3 separate regions of the Mus musculus genome follow, and regions 1 and 3 are each linked to region 2. The links are chromatin contacts, called in public Hi-C and HiChIP or PLAC-seq maps. All regions are on one chromosome and are shown on one strand. The core of a region is the stretch at or near the end of the contact, and the rest is flanking DNA. Distances in the headings are between cores, read along the strand shown. Region 1 overlaps Ror1 (receptor tyrosine kinase-like orphan receptor 1). Region 2 overlaps Ror1 (receptor tyrosine kinase-like orphan receptor 1). Region 3 overlaps Ror1 (receptor tyrosine kinase-like orphan receptor 1).

Evidence for each region. Hi-C and Micro-C count contacts between places; a contact is called where the count stands out from the background. HiChIP or PLAC-seq counts read pairs in DNA pulled down with a chosen protein or histone mark.
Region 1: a contact with region 2 is called in a Hi-C map of liver, with 1.9 times the contacts expected there. The contact joins two enhancer-like sites. A contact is called at or near these places in 1 of 484 Hi-C or Micro-C datasets (liver) and 2 of 115 datasets of contacts at active chromatin or transcription factors (hepatocytes and kidney).
Region 3: an H3K27ac HiChIP or PLAC-seq map of hepatocytes shows a contact between it and region 2, with 4 times the contacts expected there. The contact joins two enhancer-like sites. A contact is called at or near these places in 5 of 484 Hi-C or Micro-C datasets (cerebellum, conventional dendritic cells, liver and 1 more) and 1 of 115 datasets of contacts at active chromatin or transcription factors (hepatocytes).

Annotation. Positions count from the first base shown.
Region 1 is chr4:100,122,319-100,125,358 of GRCm38.p6, forward strand. The region is part of intron 1 of Ror1 (receptor tyrosine kinase-like orphan receptor 1); the gene reads left to right. Gm12701 (a long non-coding RNA gene) reads left to right here. Exons shown (of 2, transcript XR_867957.2): 2 at 1-3,040. Among named protein-coding and RNA genes, the nearest start is that of Gm12701, 4.2 kb to the left of the region's middle. Within about 2 kb of position 1,258, at least 14 of the 459 cell types and tissues checked have an H3K27ac peak or open chromatin away from gene starts, as enhancers often do. A contact at or near this core is called in hepatocytes and liver, where this site is marked.
Region 2 is chr4:100,368,325-100,371,440 of GRCm38.p6, forward strand. All of the region lies in intron 4 of Ror1 (receptor tyrosine kinase-like orphan receptor 1), which reads left to right. Among named protein-coding and RNA genes, the nearest start is that of Gm35760, 24 kb to the right of the region's middle. Within about 2 kb of position 1,602, at least 10 of the 459 cell types and tissues checked have an H3K27ac peak or open chromatin away from gene starts, as enhancers often do. A contact at or near this core is called in hepatocytes and liver, where this site is marked.
Region 3 is chr4:100,228,764-100,232,098 of GRCm38.p6, forward strand. All of the region lies in intron 1 of Ror1 (receptor tyrosine kinase-like orphan receptor 1), which reads left to right. Among named protein-coding and RNA genes, the nearest start is that of Gm12701, 110 kb to the left of the region's middle. Within about 2 kb of position 1,713, at least 15 of the 459 cell types and tissues checked have an H3K27ac peak or open chromatin away from gene starts, as enhancers often do. A contact at or near this core is called in hepatocytes and liver, where this site is marked.

The sequences.
Region 1 (3,040 bases), core at 8-2,507, 250 kb before region 2:
ACAAGCAAGCAAAAGCCCACCTCATCAGTATCTGAAATCACCAACTCCAAAATTTTAGCTCAACAAAGCAGGCTGCCCAGGTTCATGCGGTTGAGAGGCCATGTTTTCTGCAAGGGAAGGCAAGTCACTGCATAGTTCATGACAAATGTATTCAATTAAGAAACAAGAGACCCATTTTGAGAATTTAACGCATGTGCTCATTTTATAGGTGAATGGGTTTGGTCACAAAGCCTTTGGCCTGATTTGGGGGAAGAATGTTGGTTCTTGGAGAGTGGCCAGAGGAGGGACATGGCTACAGCCTTCTTTTCTGTCCCTTTTGGAAGCCTTTCTTGTAGGCTCTTCTGCCCAGTAGAGGGGTTCCACAGAAGCGGTAGTGTGTCATTTCATGCCTTTAGGATATAGCCAGATCCAGTGCTGAGTTCTGGGACTGAGAGTACTCAGCTCTAGTCTTTGAGGGGACCTGAGGACATACGTCAGGCCAGAATATTCCTATACCAGTGGAGTAAAGCATTTGGTTTTAGAGAAGACACTGAGATGACATGAGAGAAAGACTTACAAGAAAGATAGCAGTCTGGCTAAATATTGAGGACTCCTAATGGTAACCACCAGGAGGAAGAGAAGGAAAGTGCCTATCATGTAGAGGGATGCACCTGCTGGAGGGCAAGGGAGTTCCTCCCCATGGAGAAGGGTGTTGAGGGCTTATGTAGGGTATTCTGGAAATCTCTAGATTCTGTGGGCCATGACCCTTTAAGAGGTCGAAGGACTCTTTCGCAGGAGTCACATAACAGATGTCCTCAATGTTAGATATTTGCATTACAATTCATAAGGGTACCAACATTACAGTAATGAAATAACAATGAAATAATTTTATGGTTGGGGGAGTCACCACAACACGAGGAACAGTGTTAGAGGGTCACAGCATTAGGAAGGTTGAAAGCCACTGCTCCAGACCATAAATATGATATCAATCTAGAGAATCTAACCCTCATCTTTTATGAATTAAATGATATCTTTGTGGACAATAACTACTTATGTTAAGAAGAAGAAGAAGAAGAAGAAGAAGAAGAAGAAGAAGAAGAAGAAGAAGAAGAAGAAGAAGAAGAAGAAGAAGAAGAAGAAGGAGAAGAAGAAGAAGAGGTCAGAACTCCTGCGTGTGAACACAAGGGCTTCCATGCTATCTGACTCCTCTCTGCTCTTGCTGAAGGGTCAGAGACCTGACTGAAGTGAGCTCTGTAATTGACCTTGGATGGGACAGGTGGGGCTGAGAGCCAGCTGTAGACAGTGCTGGGATTGGAGTTAATAGATAATTTCTTTTAACTTCGGTGAGTGTGGGGAAGGGAGAATGGGAAAAAAGAAGATTCTGCGTGCATCCAATTACCTTTGAGATTTCTGGCCTCCTTTTCCTTAAGTGGTTGGCAGCTGTGGGAAGAGGCAAATGCCCTTATACAGCTGGGACAGCCAGGCGGGGTCTGAAAAGCCCTCAGAGGACTGGAGAGCAGCAGAGCCTCTGCCTGTGATAGAAGAGAAAGTAGTTAATGATCAGTGTTCCTAGGGTGGGAAAATAGATGACTAATTATAAGAAATTGGCCCAGCTGTGTAGACTACTTTTGAAATCAAGAGTTTGTGTCCCTTTGGAGGAGTAACTTGGTCAAGAGACTATTCAAATCTCACTTGCTTCTGGGGGCAGAGGCTACCTTTGCTAGGTCTTACAGGGTCTCCTCCCTGAATCAGTCATTGTCTTTTCTGGAAAGGGAGAGTAGAGTGGGGGGAGGGGGAGGACCTGCCCTGGAGGCTTGGCTTTGGCTCCTTTGAGTCACAGATAAAGGGACCCTAGATGGCATTAATTTTCCCTTGGTCTTTGCTTCACTTCCAGGGAAGGCTCTGGAGACCAAAGGTTCCCTATGCTGACACAAGCTGAGGCTCTCCTTGCCTGCCTGGTCTGTTTGGGTTCTCTCAGCACTTTCTGAAGGACACAGTCTAGAGAAGGCCAGGTGACTCAGGCAGTGCCTGTGGGGAAGCCACTGCTGCCTTTCACAGTGTCTGCCTCTTCAGCTCCAGACTGGGATTAATTTGGACAGCTAAAAATGTCTTGGGGAAAGTAAAATTCTATTTTAAACTAAGACTTGCACATCAAATCTGGTGGGGTACTTGTTAATTTTTTTAGGTTATAATTTATTTGTGTGTCTGTCTGTCTGTGGGGTTGGGGGTTAGGGCTTGTATACATGAATGCAGGCACCTTTGGAGGTGAGAGGTGTTGGCTTTCCCTGGAACTGGAGTTACAGGTGGTTGTGAGCTGGCGGGCGCGGCTCCTTTGGGAGAGCAGGAGGTGACTTTAACTACTGAGCTAGCCATGTAACCCCAGTAAATCTTTATTGGACCGTGCCCGCATGTATTCATTTACACCTTATCTATAGCAGTTTTCATGCTAAATGACAGAGTTAAGCAGTAAGCATAGACACTGTCAGCTTGTGATGGCTAGAATTCTTGTTTCTGGGTCTTTATGGAAACATTTTGCCAATTCTAAGAGGGGTAGAATTAGAGATGCTCAATAAGCTTTGGGTAGATGTGTGGATAAATGAATTAGTGACAGAATGGATCAATGAACGACTGGACAGAAATCTTGTAATTTGATAACTGATTTCCAATCCTAGTTTTTGTTTATTTAAGACAGAGTCTCATGTAGCCCAAGCTGGCCCTGAACTCACTATGTAGCAGAGAAAGATCCTGAACTTCCGAGTGTTCTGTCTCCACTTCCTGGGTGCTGAAATTGTAGGCTCAGCTCATCTATTTCTGGGGATTGAATCCAGAGCTTCCTGTATGCCAGGCAAGTTCTCTACCAACTGTGCTCCACCCCCAGCTCTGAGCTCCACCCCCAGCTCTGAGCTCCACCCCCAGCTCTGAGCTCCACCCCCAGCTCTGAGCTCCACCCCCCAGCTCAGTTTCTCCTTAACTAAAACAAGAGCAGTGGCACTTAGGAACTGGGCAGTGTTTATGAGGGTTACTTCCTATATAACAAATGCTATTAAAATATTACTGCTAA
Region 2 (3,116 bases), core at 352-2,851:
GAAGTGTTGGTGTAGGCAAACTTTCCTGAAGTTCATTAGCTGGAGGCTGAAGGAGATGGAACGCACTCATCAGACTCCCTTCTGATCTCTGAGGATGTTAGTAGCATGGGATGTGTCTCTGTATTTCTATTGGCACTTCTTATAAGTAAAAGAAGCACATGTGAAAGTTTGGCCCAGATTTACGGGACCCAGTCTGCCATCCAGTCTTCTACATAGTGAAGGAAGGAAGCCTGGCGTGCTCCCATTATCCAGATCAACCACATTTATCCCAAGTCCAGAGCCCTCTCTTAGTCTATTAAAGGATCACCCGGGCGGGGAGCAGGAGGTGGCTTTAGGGAAGAAACATAACCATGTTCATAAACACCTATCAAAACAGGGTCTCAGAAGCTTTAATTGATCCACCGAAACACTAATTACATCTAATATGCCACAGATGCTGTGCAGCCTAGGTGAAAACACTCCAGCGCTCTGATCAGTGGATCCATAGGCACCTGTGGTGGCTAGCAGGTGTGGAGAAGGCAACAGTCAGAGATGAATAAATAATTTGGAGTTTGCTGTCACTGAAGTGCAAGGAAATGACCCAGAAACTCAGTGTGCTGGCTGGAACTGTTTTGCAAAAGGAAATCAATTCCCAGCTGACATGGTCATTGCAACAGACCACAATCTGGATTTTGTTTACACTTGATCAGGAAGAGGAAGAAAGGGGGTGGGGGGAATGTGGTCCTGGGGAGATGCAAATGGTTAGAGTGGACTGTCTCCCTGAGCATCTAAATCAGTGGTTCCCAATCTTCCTAATGCTGCGACCCTTTAATACAGTTGTAGTGACCACAACCCTAAAATTATTTCATTATTGCTTTGTAACTATAATTTTGCTGCTGTTATGAAATCATAATGTTCATATCTGACATGCAGGATATCTGATAGCCAAACCTCCAAAGAGATCGTGACCCACAGGTTGAGAACCACTGATGTGTGTGACTTCTTATTTCCAGGCTTTCAGAGATGCTGTCTGGCTGCTGGGTATCACGTAGTGTTCCCCACTTTTCCTGGTGCAGATTCCTGTCTGATTCTACAGTAGAGTTCTCACCTCACTTATGGCAATACTGGGCATTATGCCTAACACAGATGACTCAGGGCAACCCTAATAATTTGATACTTTCATTATCATTCCTAGAAAAGAGAGCTGAAAACTTTAAAGACCTTTTCCCAGGGTGGCTACAGGCAGCTAGGAGCTCCAGGACCAGTTGGCTTACGCCTGAAGCCTGGGTCAGCTGTGCTGTGCTGTCCACTCTTCACTGGGCTGGTGTTGTTTCTACACCTGAATGCTTTTTGGGAGGACATTGCTACAGGCAGAGCTAGAATTGCTTCTTCTACCCCCATCCGATCATACAACACCAGTCAGTCTGGGAAGTCCTGCTGGAATATAAATGCTAGAGTGACAAACAATGAGCCAGCAGTGTGCTTCTCTCACATTCTGCCCTAACAAAACTGACCAACTGTCCCGGCAAAGCGTGCAATTATCCGTCTCTATTCCAAACATAAGATTCAGCCTCAGGCTGTGATTTTGCTTCTCAGAATGGAGATTCCCAAAGTCTGTGGACATTGACCTCCAAAAGTTACTACAGCAGAGTTGGGCAGTGTCTACCTGAATGCCTGGGACTGTTGGCCCTGGAGCGCTTTCAGGATTCATTGAACTTATTGATTAAACCACTGTGGGAACATTTCTTTGTCTCTGGCCTTCCTTTCAGTATGTCTGGGAAGTCACTTTGCCTTGCCATACCTATACTGACATCCACAGTGAGGAAGGCTGGAGTAGCTAACGTGCTACACACTTTTCTGAAACCCTGAGAGATTCATGGTACTTACCTTGGGGTCTGTCCTAAGTGGATGGCATGATAGAAGAGGGCAAACCTATATAAACCAAGCCGGGCTAATCCAGCATCTTTACTGGAAGAAGAATAAATATTCTGGTTGAACTCTGAACAGAAAGAAAGAAATAAAACAGAAAAGATATGACTAGTCCTAAGTTTCAGCACAAGATGAATGAAAAACAGAAATAAGAAGGAAAGGGAGAAGGACATGATTATTCCTAGATATGGTGGAGGAGGTTTGTCGCAGATATAAAGGAGAGAGCATAGCTAGAAGCAGGGACATCTGGGAGACATCCAGAGAGGACATGATCCTGAACCATATGAGGAGGGGGGAAGGGAGAGGGGAGAACAGCTGCCTACCAAGAGGGGTAGCCTGGGCTAATAGACTGGATGAGAGGGTAGTAGCCTGAAGAGGCAGGTAACCAAATGGCTGGATTGTATATAGGGAAGGACAGGTGAGGGGATGGAAGCCTAGCCCAATATCGGGGCTGGAGAAGTTTAGGGTAGGGGCTGGGTATACCAGCCATACCTTGTAATAGGTAGGGACTGAGGGAAGCAGGTAGAATATTGTTCTTTTTTGCCGTTGTCTGCTCTGATGTGTTAAATAGGCATCTCGGCCATTTGTCCTGGGTTTGGGACCTAACAAACTCTTTTTAGCTGCATTACATTTTTAAGCCTCTGCTAGAAAAGCTACCCAGAAAAAAGTCTAAAATCACTCTACTGCCGCAAACATGCCTTCCAGCATATATGATTTTGGTATAGAAATTATCTGTTCATGGTCTTCATCTCCAGGAGAAATGGGGGACTTTCTTTTGTCATGTTGACCTACATGTGCATTCCTCATCAACAAAATGAATCCTTCCATCCTCTTCCTACGTGTTCAATACCAGACAAAGCACACAGACCAGGCCTGTTTCCTGGTGAAGACATTCTCCCAAGGCTCTTCCCTCTCTGCTGGAGCTCATGAAAGAGATGCAGATTTTCACAGCTTCTCCACTAGGCAGGTGTCTTAGTAAGAGTGGCTGCTTAGGGTAGCTCTGAACTCAGAACTGCCCTGCCACACTGGGCAGCCAGAAACCATTATCTGTGCAAAGCACAGGTCCACTTAGAGACTCTGTGATGTCAGGCCATTTCCTAGGCTGCACTAACCATCCTTGTGAGAGCACGTACTTGGCTGTCTCCTGGACATGTTGAATGAGTCTGTTGTCAACTGTGGCTCTACATCTGACTGTTTGTTCATTTGCT
Region 3 (3,335 bases), core at 463-2,962, 140 kb before region 2:
AATACAGTGCTGGTGACACCAAACTCACGTACTCTGTATATGATGTCAAGAGGGCACCTGACCTGCACAGACCTCAATATGGCATCTGACCCCCTTCATTAAGCATGTGAAAAACGCTAGGTGTTAGTACTGGCCAAGAGAGCACATTCCACTTCGAACTTTTCTCATTTCCCAAATGGATTTTTATGGGATGATTTTTTGACAGATAAGGCTGTTTACCAAATTCTTACCCTGGCTTTGATTTATAAGGACTGCTGGGAAGAATCAAAATCAACACATTTATATTTCACAGAAAGAAAATATTTGGGTTGGCGTTGGCAAGGTTTCCGTCTTATAAAAAGTTTGTTTTAATTTTTTCCCCCTTGCTTTTAAGATATCAGGGTCTTGAGGGACAGCCAGTCCATGTCTAATGTCTGGGCCTGAGAAGTTCTTTAAGAGGGAGGCCTACCCGCTGAAATTGGACTTTCAGACAGAGCCTGCCATAGAGTTTTCAGAGGATTGAGATGATATAAAGGGGAAGTAACCCATCTCACATTGTAAATTATCTTTTCAAAGGAAGGACGAGGGAGCCAGGGAACAGTTTGTCATGATTCTTTTACATTTTGACCAGGCAGGAATTTACCAATCTGCATTTATCTACAGCTCTTTGACTTGGGAGAGATTGGGGTGGAGTGTGGAGAACTTTTATGAACCCCTTTAAAAAGCAATCTGCTTGATTTTTCTTGAAATAAAATGTAAAATGGAATTTCCTCTGAGAAACAAAATTAGCACTTTGTCCCCCAGATAGCAGGATTAAAATTTCAGCATTTGTCTATGGGAGCAAAACAGAGTGAAATTTATGTGAAAATCCTTAGTACTGCATGCTCAGGAGGTCACTTTCCTTTCAGTTGCGGCAAATACTAATAAGAGTAATAAACTAGTAAGACTAGCAGATAGTTTTACTAGTAATCAAGTCCAATAGTTTGATAGTTGGACCCCTCCCTCCCCACCCTTGAGACTCAAGACTGAACGAATAAGCAGGAGTGGAAGACAAGATATTTAGAGGGCTAAGAATTTAAGGCTACTGACACTGCTTAGAAATCAGTGATACAGAGTAAGCATGGTGACACTGATGCTGACGGAGAGGGAGTGGGGAAGAGCAGACAGTTATACAGCATCTTGGCCAGCCATTTTTGGTACCTTCCCCTATTCATCATAACAGCAAACGCCAGTTTGAAGTAGCCATTCTTCATCCTCATCTAATAAATATCTAAGCATTTACCCAGCTTCACAGGGGAATCAGTCAGTCATTCTGGACTCTGATTCGGATCTCCAAAGCACTGTGCCGCAGCACCCAAGAAGAAAAGTGAATCTGGAAGGATGTCGCTGGAATATAGTATAGCGTCTGGGGCTGAAGTGTCCCAGGCAGAAGTGTTTGGGTAGAAGTATGAGAAAGGCTCGTCTCTGCCTAGGATGCTGGGCTCATTCTCCTAGGTCCTCCTAAAGGAAGGTCTGCTTAAGCTGCATCCTGAGGTTAGTGACACAAATTTCTCATTGAGAGGAAAATAAATCAAGGCTTTGTCTCTGGGCCCACAGCTGAAGGGATGTTAGAGCGCTTGGGAGAGCCAGTGAAGTGGTCAGGTTAGGCACAGATGAGGCCTGGCTGTGCTGAGGTAGAGGAACTCAAGCACAGATGTGGTCAAGAACTGTTTGCCCGTGCTCCGTTACTATGGGGATTATTTTCTTCTTCGTCTGTGGTTAGGTTGCTGAGAAGGCCTCTTCTCAGGGTTATATATGGTGTCTACATGCTTGATTGCTGAGAAAAGATTGTGAGAATCATACACTGTTCAGTGTCAGAAAGGATCCCGACACTCTGTCTTGTCACTGCCCAGTGGTAGTAATTTATAGCTTGAACAGCAGCTGGGGCAGGAAGGAGTCTTAAAAGCACTCAGATTTGCTGGTTAACTTTGGTTAACCTAGAGGTCAAAGCAGTTTCTGTCTAGCACATTAGATAATGTTGACAATGGTTGACATGTTGCAGGTAACTGTACAGGACCATCCACACTTGTGATAAAAGGAGTTATTTATGAAGTAGCTATGATTTCAAATGTAAAAGAAGGGGGAAAAAAATCCCTGTGTGTTGTGAAGGCTCTGCTAATAAACCCCAGTTGGATATCCCTGGCTTTCCTGAAATGGCGTGCAAGAGAGACTAGCCACAGTGGAACAAGGAAAACCAGTAAGGCAAAGATGGGTCCCAGTTAGTGGCTGCTAACTCAAAGACCCTCTATGACAAAGGTTTCTATCTTTAGCCTTCTGATTGGTTGTCTCTGCTGTCACGAGTTACTATAGACATAACATATTGGTGTATTGATTGCTTTCAAAACTCTTGTCACAAGGAGGAGAGATGGGTTAACCATTAAAGGCTAGGCTCACAACCAAAATGTCAAAACTCTTGTCACAAAATATCACTAAACTAATCATTAACTGAGTTGACTTATCAGAGACAAGCAAACATGTTCAGAAATGAAGGAGCAGGCATCATTGATTTCCTGACATTCTAAATTCTCCCTGTCCAGGCTATAGACAGACAAATCATTGCCGGAGTCAACAATCTTTTCTTTAAAATTCTGGAAGGCTGGTATCCTCTCAGACACATGACTAATTTAAGAACTTTTTTTTTTTTTAAGGGCTACAGAGATGGCTCCATGTAATGTGCTATTCTTTCAGAGGAACTGAGTTCAGTTCCCAGCACCTACATCAGATGGTTCACAACCACATGTAATTCTTGTTCCAGGAGATCCATCACTTCAAGCCACCAGAGACACCTGAACTCATGTGTATATTCCTCCCCTATTTCTTACAGGAAAGCATACATACACGTAATTTAATTAAAAAAAATAGAAACCTTCTTTTATTTTCTCAACGCCTCTCATTGACAATAGAAATGTAGAGCAGAAGTGGTAAAAAGGAAATTGCCTCTGGCAGTCCATTGAGATTCTTTTTGTAGTTCCTTCCTTGTCTATCAGAGTACACTTAAACCACACCAGAGGACTGGTCCTAACAATAGCATCTCTAGCTAAAATTCTGAAGAAGATGATATAACCCTTTTGAATTCCTAGATGGTGAGCATTTGCTCTCTACCTAGCTACCATAAGAAGCAAAAATTAAATAAAATAAATAAAATAAAAATCAGTGTCTTCTGATTTTTTTCTCTGAATGCTTGTGAAGTACCACCCAGATGCTCAGTGGTGAGAGTAGACCCCTAGGCTAGAGGCCAAATCTTACTCAAATCTCTCCCCTCCACCAAGCACAGGGCCAGTTGCGGAGTGGCCAGGCAGTCAGCCAGCATAATGCTT